2 separate regions of the Acanthopagrus latus genome follow, and region 1 is linked to region 2. A link is a contact called in public Hi-C data. All regions are on one chromosome and are shown on one strand. The core of a region is the stretch at or near the end of the contact, and the rest is flanking DNA. Distances in the headings are between cores, read along the strand shown.

Evidence for each region. A called contact is a pair of places that touch in the nucleus more often than the background predicts.
Region 1: a contact with region 2 is called in a Hi-C map of muscle, with 4 times the contacts expected there. The contact joins the promoter of si:dkey-162b23.4 here to the promoter of odam in region 2. A contact is called at or near these places in 2 of 4 Hi-C or Micro-C datasets (both in muscle).

What each region holds. Positions count from the first base shown.
Region 1 is chr1:13,156,198-13,161,208 of fAcaLat1.1, forward strand. si:dkey-162b23.4 (sodium/hydrogen exchanger 9B2) reads left to right here and starts at 1,930. Exons shown (of 13, transcript XM_037099239.1): 1 at 1,930-2,068; 2 at 3,255-3,512; 3 at 4,207-4,408; 4 at 4,633-4,803. The coding sequence starts at 3,390. It overlaps bdh2 (3-hydroxybutyrate dehydrogenase type 2), which reads left to right. Exons shown (of 10, transcript XM_037099259.1): 6 at 215-275; 7 at 450-563; 8 at 860-918; 9 at 1,098-1,190; 10 at 1,492-1,813. The coding sequence ends at 1,545.
Region 2 is chr1:13,006,654-13,011,803 of fAcaLat1.1, forward strand. It overlaps odam, which reads left to right and starts at 1,861. Exons shown (of 6, transcript XM_037107309.1): 1 at 1,861-1,987; 2 at 2,076-2,129; 3 at 2,222-2,344; 4 at 3,074-3,106; 5 at 3,249-3,332; 6 at 3,465-3,714. The coding sequence starts at 1,862. The coding sequence ends at 3,500. LOC119024475 reads right to left here. Exons shown (of 22, transcript XM_037107317.1): 15 at 5,016-5,048; 16 at 4,879-4,905; 17 at 4,741-4,773; 18 at 4,627-4,656; 19 at 4,475-4,510; 20 at 4,342-4,377; 21 at 3,949-4,014; 22 at 3,738-3,863. The coding sequence ends at 3,961.

The DNA of each region.
Region 1 (5,011 bases), core at 680-3,179, 150 kb after region 2:
GTGAGCCTGTGGCATGATGGGCGGTGACTGCCCAATCGCTAATCCAGCTTTAGCCACAAGCTAACCAAACTGTCTCCAAGAGGAATTTTAGCTTGGATCTTGGCCCATTTGTCATTACGGAAAAATGAAGACCTGGGAATCTTGCGTAATTCTTAATTTTCACCTTTTATGTTCTATTTAAACGCCACCTCCCTAATTGATTTTGTCATTCTAGATGTTGGCAAAGAAGTCAGGAAACATAATAAACATGGCATCAGTTGCATCAAGCATAAAAGGTAAATGATCTTCCACAGATCTTGTCACTGTAGATGACTGCAGGACGAATTTCACAGGACATTAAGTCGTTGAAGTATGACCATGTTCATTGTAATCCTCTTATCTCAGATAATTGCTTTGCGTGCGCGCGTGTGTGTGTCTGTGTGAGTGACATATGTGTTTCCTCGACACAGGTGTTGTGAACCGGTGTGTCTACAGTACCTCCAAGGCTGCAGTGATCGGGCTCACCAAGTCTGTAGCCGCTGATTTCATTGAGAAAGGCATTCGCTGCAACTGTGTTTGTCCTGGTGAGTTTAGAATGCCCTACAAAAAAAAAGTCACTTTGTCCTTTTTGGAATGCTGGTGACTCAAGGTTACCAGCGTTTTAAAAGATAGCTGATGACGGATAAATGAGGTAACTGATGAATGCTTGAGCACATTGTGTATTTCCTCAAGTTTGTCCCCTTCAAAGCATTGTATGTACAAGAGCCATGTGAATCAGCAGACATGAACTGAATGCACTCACACCCTTTTGGTAATCAAAAACATCCAATTAATCAAAAGCTGTCTGTATGTCTGTCTTCAACATTTTCTATCTCATCAGGCACTGTTGATACTCCATCACTGCGGGGCAGGATCCAGGCCCAACCTGACCCAGAGCAGGTGCGCGCTAGACTATACTCTGTCATTTTCTCCATTCGTAATCTGACAGTAATACCTGCTTGAGTCATCTAACATGTACAACTTATCCTCATTTCCACAAGAACAAGTCCTGATGCTTTAAAGATTATGAGTGATTCAACGGTAACCCTACCCTCTCTCACTCTTCTTTAACTTCTCAGGCTTATAAGGACTTCATGGCAAGACAGAAAACTGGAAGAATGTGCACAGCTGAGGAGGTGGCTCACTTGTGTGTTTATTTGGCGTCAGATGAGGTGAGGGCTTGCAGATAACAATGCAATAAAACGTTGAGGCATTTTATGTGGTACATCATATCAGCAGTCTGGCACTATTTTCAAGGCTGCAGCTACCACTGAAGCAAACAGAAGTCCAGGTGATTTTTATGTGTTGTATAAATTTGCGGGAGCGATTGGTCTTTTGACCTCCGTATTCCTGAAATCCTGGCTACGTTCTGGGTGCACAGTCCGTAGTTTACAACTGCAAATTAAGTTGTTGTTGACTAGTTAGTGATGAAAGCATTTCCCAGTGATCTGATGTTTCTTGGCTCCTCTACAGTCGGCCTACGTGACCGGGACAGAGCACATCATCGACGGAGGCTGGAGACTCTGAGAAAACTGCAGCAAGCTCATCCAGACCGCAGTGGAGGCCGATGCCTCGATTCTCATTCTGAAGCCCAAATAAAAGCCACAACATTCGACTTGATTGTCTGTTTGGATTGTGCATATTATGGGAGGCGCATACCAACTTTAATCGATGCTGCAAATGTGTGCAATGCCAAAATATAACACTTGTTGATTGACATTGTTGTGAGTAACTACAGTGTACATGTGTTGTTGTCATCTAATAATAATAAATACATCCCTTGTTAGATGTTTCACAAAGTTTGAGTTTGGTTATTATTAATCAAATATGTTTAAGCATCTATATAAACGTCCTCACTAATACCCAGTGTGACTTTTCCATTTAACACCCACCCCCACCCCTTTCCCAGGCAAGCAGCACTCCTGTGCTCAGTACATACATGCTTGGACATCACTAATCCGCCTGATTCCTATTTCCCAGCTGGTCTCTGTGCCACAGGGCTGCCAGAGACGCTGCCGCTGCCAAGCGATGACACTGTTAACGATATGAGGTGAGCTGCTTTTTTTCTTGTATTGCAATACTTATATTTATGTAGGGAGCCCCAACAGAGAGGGGAGTCATGACCGAGGAGCGGTCCCCTGTGGTGTGCTGGACGTTACCATGCTGCGTTCACTGACCAGCTGTTGGTACTGTGTGGGACGCACACGGACAGCTACTGGACGTCAATCCAATATCGGGCAAGGAGGGCGCCTGTTGCCGCGAACATTCAAAGATTTTGACCTGTCTGAACCGGCGTGTGTCAGCGCAGAAAGTGAAACTGAGCGTTGCTTTACAGTAGCGATATCAGACAGTGTAGGTGAGCGGGTTCATGCGACAGTCCAAAGGCGGTTAGAGTTTCACGCCAGCTACTAGGCTAATATTTAAGCTAATGTTAGAAAGTGTATAGCTGGTGAGTAACACGGCTCGCCGTCGCTACTAAAAGCACTGCCTCTTGTCCGATAATGGGCCCATGGGCGCGGTGTAATGTCTGGCGTGGATTTACCTCTTCGTTACTGTAAACTAACGCTATATGTCCAGATAACTCTGTCCCTGTACGCGTACAGACGGAACCAAGCGTGAAGACGACCCTGCCGCAGGCATTAGTTAGCCAACATACAATGGCTGCTGATGACAGTTGACCAGGCTTGTTGTTGGCATAGAGGTGGTTGACTCCAACCTACTTGAGCTAACGCACGCTAAATGTGCCATATGGTCGAAGCTGTAAGCATTGATTAGTGTGGTCTGTCCGGAATTGGATTAACCGGCGTCTGTTGCCATAAGCGGCTGTCACAACACTGTAGTAGCGTTTTAGCTCAATGTAAACGACCTGTCAACGTTTGTCTATGACATACCTCTAAGTGGAGCTGAGGAAATAGCAAAGAGTGTTGTATTCAGTCCATTGTAGTAAGCTACAGCTGAGTTACGATGGAGTACAACGCCATGTTGACATGTTAATCAAGCGAGCAGCATGTAGCCTTGTGTTAGCCTCATAGATCCTCCTCATGCACTCAGGAGTCATGTGGCTTTTCCCAGCCCCAGCACAGTATCTGTTAAACCAAACAAAACAGGCGTGTGTGTGTGAGAGATTAACTTATCATTTCATGCCATTTTCCACACTTGTTTCAACACCTCTGCTCTCCAGTATTAAGTCAATAATAATTTGTTTGCCTTCTGATAAGACCTTGTTGTATGAATAGGAGCCTGTGGTCAGAGTTGGACATACAGAAGCAGAAGTGAAGGAACTGCCCCATCCATGGACAACCCCACCCCTCGGCTTGTTGTACTGTGATAGAGAAGCCAGTGGATCAGAAGCACTCAAGTAGTCGATTGCCATGGAGGACACCAAGCCCAAACCGGTCACCCCAGAACCGAGCCCTGCACCTAGTCCGGCACCTAGTCCGGCACCCAGCCCGCTACTGGAGAGGATTGCTTTGCCTGCAGCAAACCATGTGGAGGTATAGTATTTTGCCAACAAAATATATCTAGTTATATTCAGTTTTTACTGCCCGGACAAAACTGAAAAGTGTGTTCATAAGCCTGGATCTTGGAGGGGAAAAGATGTTTTTTGTTGTCACCATATAAGACAGTTTAAGCTACCCTGTCTCTCGTATGAGTGTGATGTGTTAGTTTAACACTGATCTGTTGCACTTTTAATATACTGCTCTCTAATCTTGTTAAATTAATTAGATCATTTGTTCATCATCAGTCAAATGCAGCCAGAGGCAAAGGCACACAACTTTGTGTGTGTGTGATGTACCCACCTGAGTACTATGACAAAGAGGGTGTTATGGGAGTCACGGTTATCAGCTTTCAGTGCAAGTTCCTATCTTCACTCTATTATTTGCCACGATACTCTTACTGTTCTCTGCTGGTATGATGCAACTCTGTGTCGCCCACACTGATAGGGCACGACACTTAACAAGGGTTAGGCAATTAAAGAGGCTACAGAGGCATCCTCCAGTTTTATAATCTGTCCTGTTCTGAGAAGCTGAGCCATTCATGTCGTCTGCTCAGCTACGTGTTTAAGGCCTGAATCCTAACAGATATATGTGCTTGCATTGAATATTTCATGTATTGACTTAACAGATATGTTGTTACGTCATCTAACAAAACATTATTCTTGTTTACATTCTGATTGTTCGTCTCCAGCACCTAAACGTGAACCAGATCCAGGTGGTGGTACGGCGCTGCTCTACTCCGAACATCACAGAGGAGACCACCTATTTTATTCCTCGAAACCCGGTGGTGGATGCCGGAACCAACACTGACCCGCCTGTGGTCTGCTGCCCCTTGCTCCGCAGGTTTTGCCCTTGTCCACCAAGAGGTCTTCTGGCCTCTCTTATCACAAAAGGTAAGAGATGGCGGGGACTCTAGTTGGCTCAGTGAGTTAGTTCCTTGTATGTCAGTCTCTTTGTTACAACACTGTGGAGCGACTGCAGATAACAGGACCAAATGTATTAATTCATGCACAAAGAGAAATGTTTATGTTTCCATTTATATTGTAAAGTGGGGATCTTTCAGTGAAACGATGATAGTGATATATTTACTAATGTCCATGTCTGGTGTCCTCTCCAGTTCTGTTGGCAGCTGTGCTCTTTGGAGTGGTGTGGTCCATCACAGAGGACGAATGTCTTCCAGGGGGCAACCTGTTCGGCATCACGATCCTCTTCATCTGCGCACTTCTCGGTGGCAGACTGGTGGCCCTCATCCGTCTGCCCAAACTTCCACCATTCCCACCACTCCTCGGTAAGGCTGTGGACTCAGTGGTTATGCTTTATATTTAGTTACACAGATGCCTCCACCATGGGTATTTTTAACAAAACAATACATCATAAGCATTTTTAATGCTTTTTTGACTGGGGAATTTCCAGCTATTATTTTTTTTCTAAACAAGAATACGGAATCATTTTCAGTGCTATTGTTGATGTGGAATTATCAGTCACATTTTTCATCA
Region 2 (5,150 bases), core at 611-3,110:
TGACTTATCTGTATTGAATTGTATTTATCTGGACAATCACTTTGTAACCTTGTTAAGAAGTGTGCTATATAAATGAAGATTATTATTATCATTATCATGTTGTTATTATCATTACTATTATATTGTTATTATTATCATTATATGCATGACATTAACTTTTAACAAAGGCATATTCAACAATGATATTTACTTTTACTTAACTATGACTTGGGTCATTGTATTTGAGTAACTGCATTTCTTTTTCATATAGATAATCTTGCCTTATTGGCTCTTTTACTGATAGAAGACCTGCATGAATTTCAGTCACAAAAATATATCTGCTGGGGAAAATTTACTGGGTCACAATTCAGGTTTAAAAACAAGGGCAAGCGAGCACATGAAACAGAAAACCATCAAGTGCATAAGTGCATAAAAAAACGGATTGCCCCAAAATTCCTTTTAAAAAATAAAATGCTCTCTGTCATACACTTGCACAATCTGTCCAATTTCTTCAGACAGACTCACAAAAACAAACAGCTTTTCATTTTTTCCCCCTCAGCATCAATTCTAACTCATTAAACAATTAGGTACAGTGACTGACCAATTAGATGCCAACATCAATCAGAGCAAGATAAACAAGTCGTGACAAATGTCTGATTATAAGCTCTCAGCTCCTGTTTTGCTTTTTTTCCTTTTTTTTTTTTTTTTCTCATGACAGAGACAAAAATTCTGTCGGCCTCAATGTCTGTAATTACACCCTGAAACACTGCACTTTAACATACGCACATAAAGTTTACTTAAGCACAGATATAAAGAGTGAAATATGTGCACAGGCCTCCTACATGGATGTCACTGAGTTCTGGTCCATTAAAAGCAAAACATTTCATACTTTCATAGTGGACGTCACACAGAATATTCTTAATTCATATTCTTTAGAGATGTGCTAATGACTTGACGCAGACCATGTCACGGCATTTAGAGACATGACTTACGCCTAATGACATACTTAGCCGCTCTGTGTTGTAAGTGTCTGAGTCTGTTGCCATGAGAAATGTCTGTCACACTGACCACACATTGTCTGGATCGGTTGGCTGTGGACTACAACAGCTCACGTGGAGAGGGTTTAAAAGGGACCTGGACAAGGTGAGGAGGCACGCAGACAGTGAAAGCAAGAAGCAAAGAAAACGGTAAAATCATTTTCTAACGCTCGTTGTTTCGTTGAAGTGAAATGGTAAAATGCATTTTCCAAAACTTGATGAAAGTATATGAATTCATGGAGCTTGTGTTTTTTTTTTTTTGTTTTTTTTTTGTTTACCTGTTTCTTTACAGCCTGTAAGACATCATGAAGCTCCAGACTTCCCTTCTGTTGGTCTGTCTATTCAGGACAAGCTTTGCTCTTCCAGTAAGTTTTTCTAAAATACATGATTGCCGTATCTTTTCAAATGGCTGAGATGAGTCAGATGTCTTATGTTTTAATGTTTGTTTTACAGGTTCAGATTGGAATTCTTGCAAGCAACAGTAACGAGGTAAATATAGCTATTTTCAAACTTTCATGTTTGTGGTTGCAAAGTGAAACTGTAGGAATATTATTACCACATTTAATGCAGCCATTTTTGTCTGCTCAGATCCTGAGACTGAATGGACTGACTCTCGCAGCACTTGGGCAAGCACAGGTACTGGAAGTTTATCAACGTGAATAATATATGAGCAAAAATGAATAAATAAATAAAATGCAAACTGAATCGGGTCCCTTTTTCTCTAGGCGTCTTCACTTCTACCCCAGTTTGTGCTGCAGCAGCAGCCCGACGTCCTGCTCACTCCACAGATGGTGAACTTGAACCCTCAAATGGCCAATCCCTTTGGCCCCCAGGGGCCCCAGCTGATGTTCCCCAACCAAGGCAACCAGCTAACGCCGATGATCTTCCCCAATGGCCAGCAAGAGCAGTTCGGGCCTCCGCAGGACCCCAACGCTGCTAATGTCCCCCAGCAGGCCCAAAACCCTGCTCAGGTACAACAAAGCAGCATGGAGAAACAGTGATAGTGCTCTCCCGTAGGTCATGCGGGGAAACTAAAGATTGTTTGTGATCGTCTTTCAGATGTTTCCACATTTCCAGTTCCCGTACGGATATCCCCAGTTTCCCAGTCAGCAGGTATGAAGTAAAACATATTTACCTGTAGGCAGTTCTCAGTGGGTTTATGGAGACCCTGCACTGCAGATTTATATGGCTTCTATCATCCACAGGGCTTCAACTACTTTGTGCCTCCTTATGGGTATCCTCAGCAGAGGAACACTGCAGTGCTGCAGCCCAACAACGGCCAGCAAACCCTGGAGAGAACCACACAGAGACCACAGCTCCCTCTGCAGGTGAGGCATGCAAGATGACGCGACGTTAAAAGAAGGGGCCCGACTTCTGCAGTGTATCGCTCAACAGTTGTGATTCCATTCTTACTTTTTATGAAGATTTGTTGGCGCACAAGTGTTCAGTACACGTAAACTTCCCTTTGCCTCAGTGAACTGAGGTTAAAGGCCAAAGCAGCAGACTGTAATGACTAAAGACTTAATTATAATAAGCTGCGGATGTTGATTCATGTGCGGTGACTGTGATGCAATGTCGACAGTCTCCCATATCAACCGCAGCTGTCTGTCTGCTTAGCTGTGGAAGGCTGAAATCACGTCACCTCGGTCGTTTCATCAGTAAATAAGTGTTAAGTAACTGTGGAGTATCTGCACTGCCAACTGAGACCTGTCACAGCTTATAAGTTTCATTGTTCAGTAACACTGTTATTTAATTTTAGACTCATTTACTGCTTGTCAGGTTTGTGCAGATGGCGCATTTAAAATAGATGTCACAGGTGAGGTTTATTTGCATATACTGCAAGTTTTTAGATCAGATAATCTTTTGTCAGTCCCACAACGGAGACATTTACATTGTTGCAGCAGCAAAGGGGATAGCAAATTAGATACAGGCATCGATAAAACCCCTAGACAATACATCAGTAAAAAAAAAGCAAGTTATGAATAAGAGAAAAAATGTACTATGTATTTACTTTTTACTTTTGTGTTGTAATCTTTCTGCATGTCTTCCCATTTAAGCATGCTTCACAGCCTAAGGTGCAAACAGAAAAAGTGAGTAGACCGAATATTTTCATATACATGTTATCCTTTAAATATATATGCACTCATACTGAATACCAATGAAAGAAACATGTATGCACCAGTTAAGTTGAATTTCTGTGCTTTTGTAACTTTCCCTAACTTTCTGCATCAGACGTGGCCACAGGGGTCACACAAAGAGTCAACTACAATCCCTCCTGATCCTCGTGGAGACGCATCCGGCCCAGGGATCGATGAGGTATCACGTAATACCATTAAAGCTTTCGTACAATCATGTGTATGCAGACACAAAATGTTGGCTTCGGTTTCATGTCACTCTCATTTATTGTTTTAGATTTTATCAAAACAACTGTTTCTTTCTTTTCTCCAGGGCACCTCTAACTTCCCCTTCCTGTTCGAGCCTTAGACCTCACCTGGGAAATAACGACGGCGTGATCAGGCAAAAATTAATTTCATTGTACTCGGCCACAGTCGCTCATTCTCCTGCGAAATGTGCTGGAGTGTGTGATTCATTTAAGTGCAATTCATTTGGACTCAATTATTTTTGTATTACACCGAAACTATCTCGCTCATTTCAGGAATCCGCACCACACTTTCCGAACACGACAAATAAAAGATGTTTGCCAAACTCATTTGATCAAGAATTTTATTGTGGCACTTTTACAGGAAGACGCTGAATTACATGAGTCATTTCCCAGAATACACCACAGGAAAGAAAGCATAATCTTGCTTGAGTTTGCTCATTCAACTTGTAGATGTTGGTGTCTTCCTGGGGAAAGAGTGAGATTAAAAAATGAGTCGGCAGCTGGATCCAGGTTATTAATCACAGTTAGTGTTGCCATTACCGCCCCCACCTTTTATTGTTGTCAGTAATCATCTTCTGAATAGTCGTCCTCTTCAACAAGCTCAGCAGGCTCCACCTTAAAAGTTAAGAAAGTTGTTCAAATTAACCCCACAAGCCAAATTACGAGTTAAAGAAATGGCAGTAAATGTGCTAAAAACGACTTCTATTGATAGGCTGATTCTAAAAAAAATGTGTGCACATCTCATTTCAATTTAACCTGAAGTAGAAGGTATGTGACTGAAAGATTTACTGGTACTGGTACTGATTAAATAACTGCACACGCCTTTTGGAACGGCTGCAGGAGATTAGGGATGGGCAGCAAGAATTTCACATTTTACAGAGAAATGTTATATAGAAAACAGATTCAGATATATACGTGGTGCCATGTGCTCACTGTACTTACATATTTCACAAGCCCATACTCAATGGAGACTTGGTTCTTGAATTGGATAAAATGAGAAATGATGGTTATTATGGAGGACAAACAAAGTCAGCACAGACATCATCGTCATACTTTAGTAGGCGAGGAAGATTACCGGCTGTGCGGCGGTGTAGTTGAGCTTCACATATTGCTGAGATTGAGACGAGGAGAAACAAAGATTAAAGATCAGAATAATTCTCTTTAAACCATATAATTAAGTAAAAAATATAAGTCACTTTGACAGAAATATATAACATAACAACATACCAGAGGCTTCGGACGCCCACGCAACTCTCTCTGTATAAAAAGCAACAGCAATAATCAAACCATCTGAGTAACAGTGTAATAAGTGCTACGAAGAGTAAAAATGACTTTTTATACCATTTGGGGATGATGAGGTCCTCTTCCGATATGCTATGGACAGATTGTTAGTCATTAGTATTCATTAATCTTTACCATCTTTGAGCCTTAATCTGTGATAAAACAAAATATTTGAAAACTGAGTCTTCAGTCACCTACCTTTGGAATCAGAAATATGTTCTCCCCCTGCAAGATTTCACACAAAAGGTCAGTTGAATCACAACATCTCATAAGAAAAATTTAAAAAATGAGGTTAAAAGTTCTTTAATATAAAGTGAATAAATAATATTGTTTACCTCCTTCAGGGTCACATCAGCGCCGTTCTGTGGCTGAAAACAACAGGATTGGTTGACAAGCTTGTAATATTCAGTGAAGCTGCTTCCTCTTTCAGGTCACACTCACAGTGTACTGGTATTGCATATGATACATAT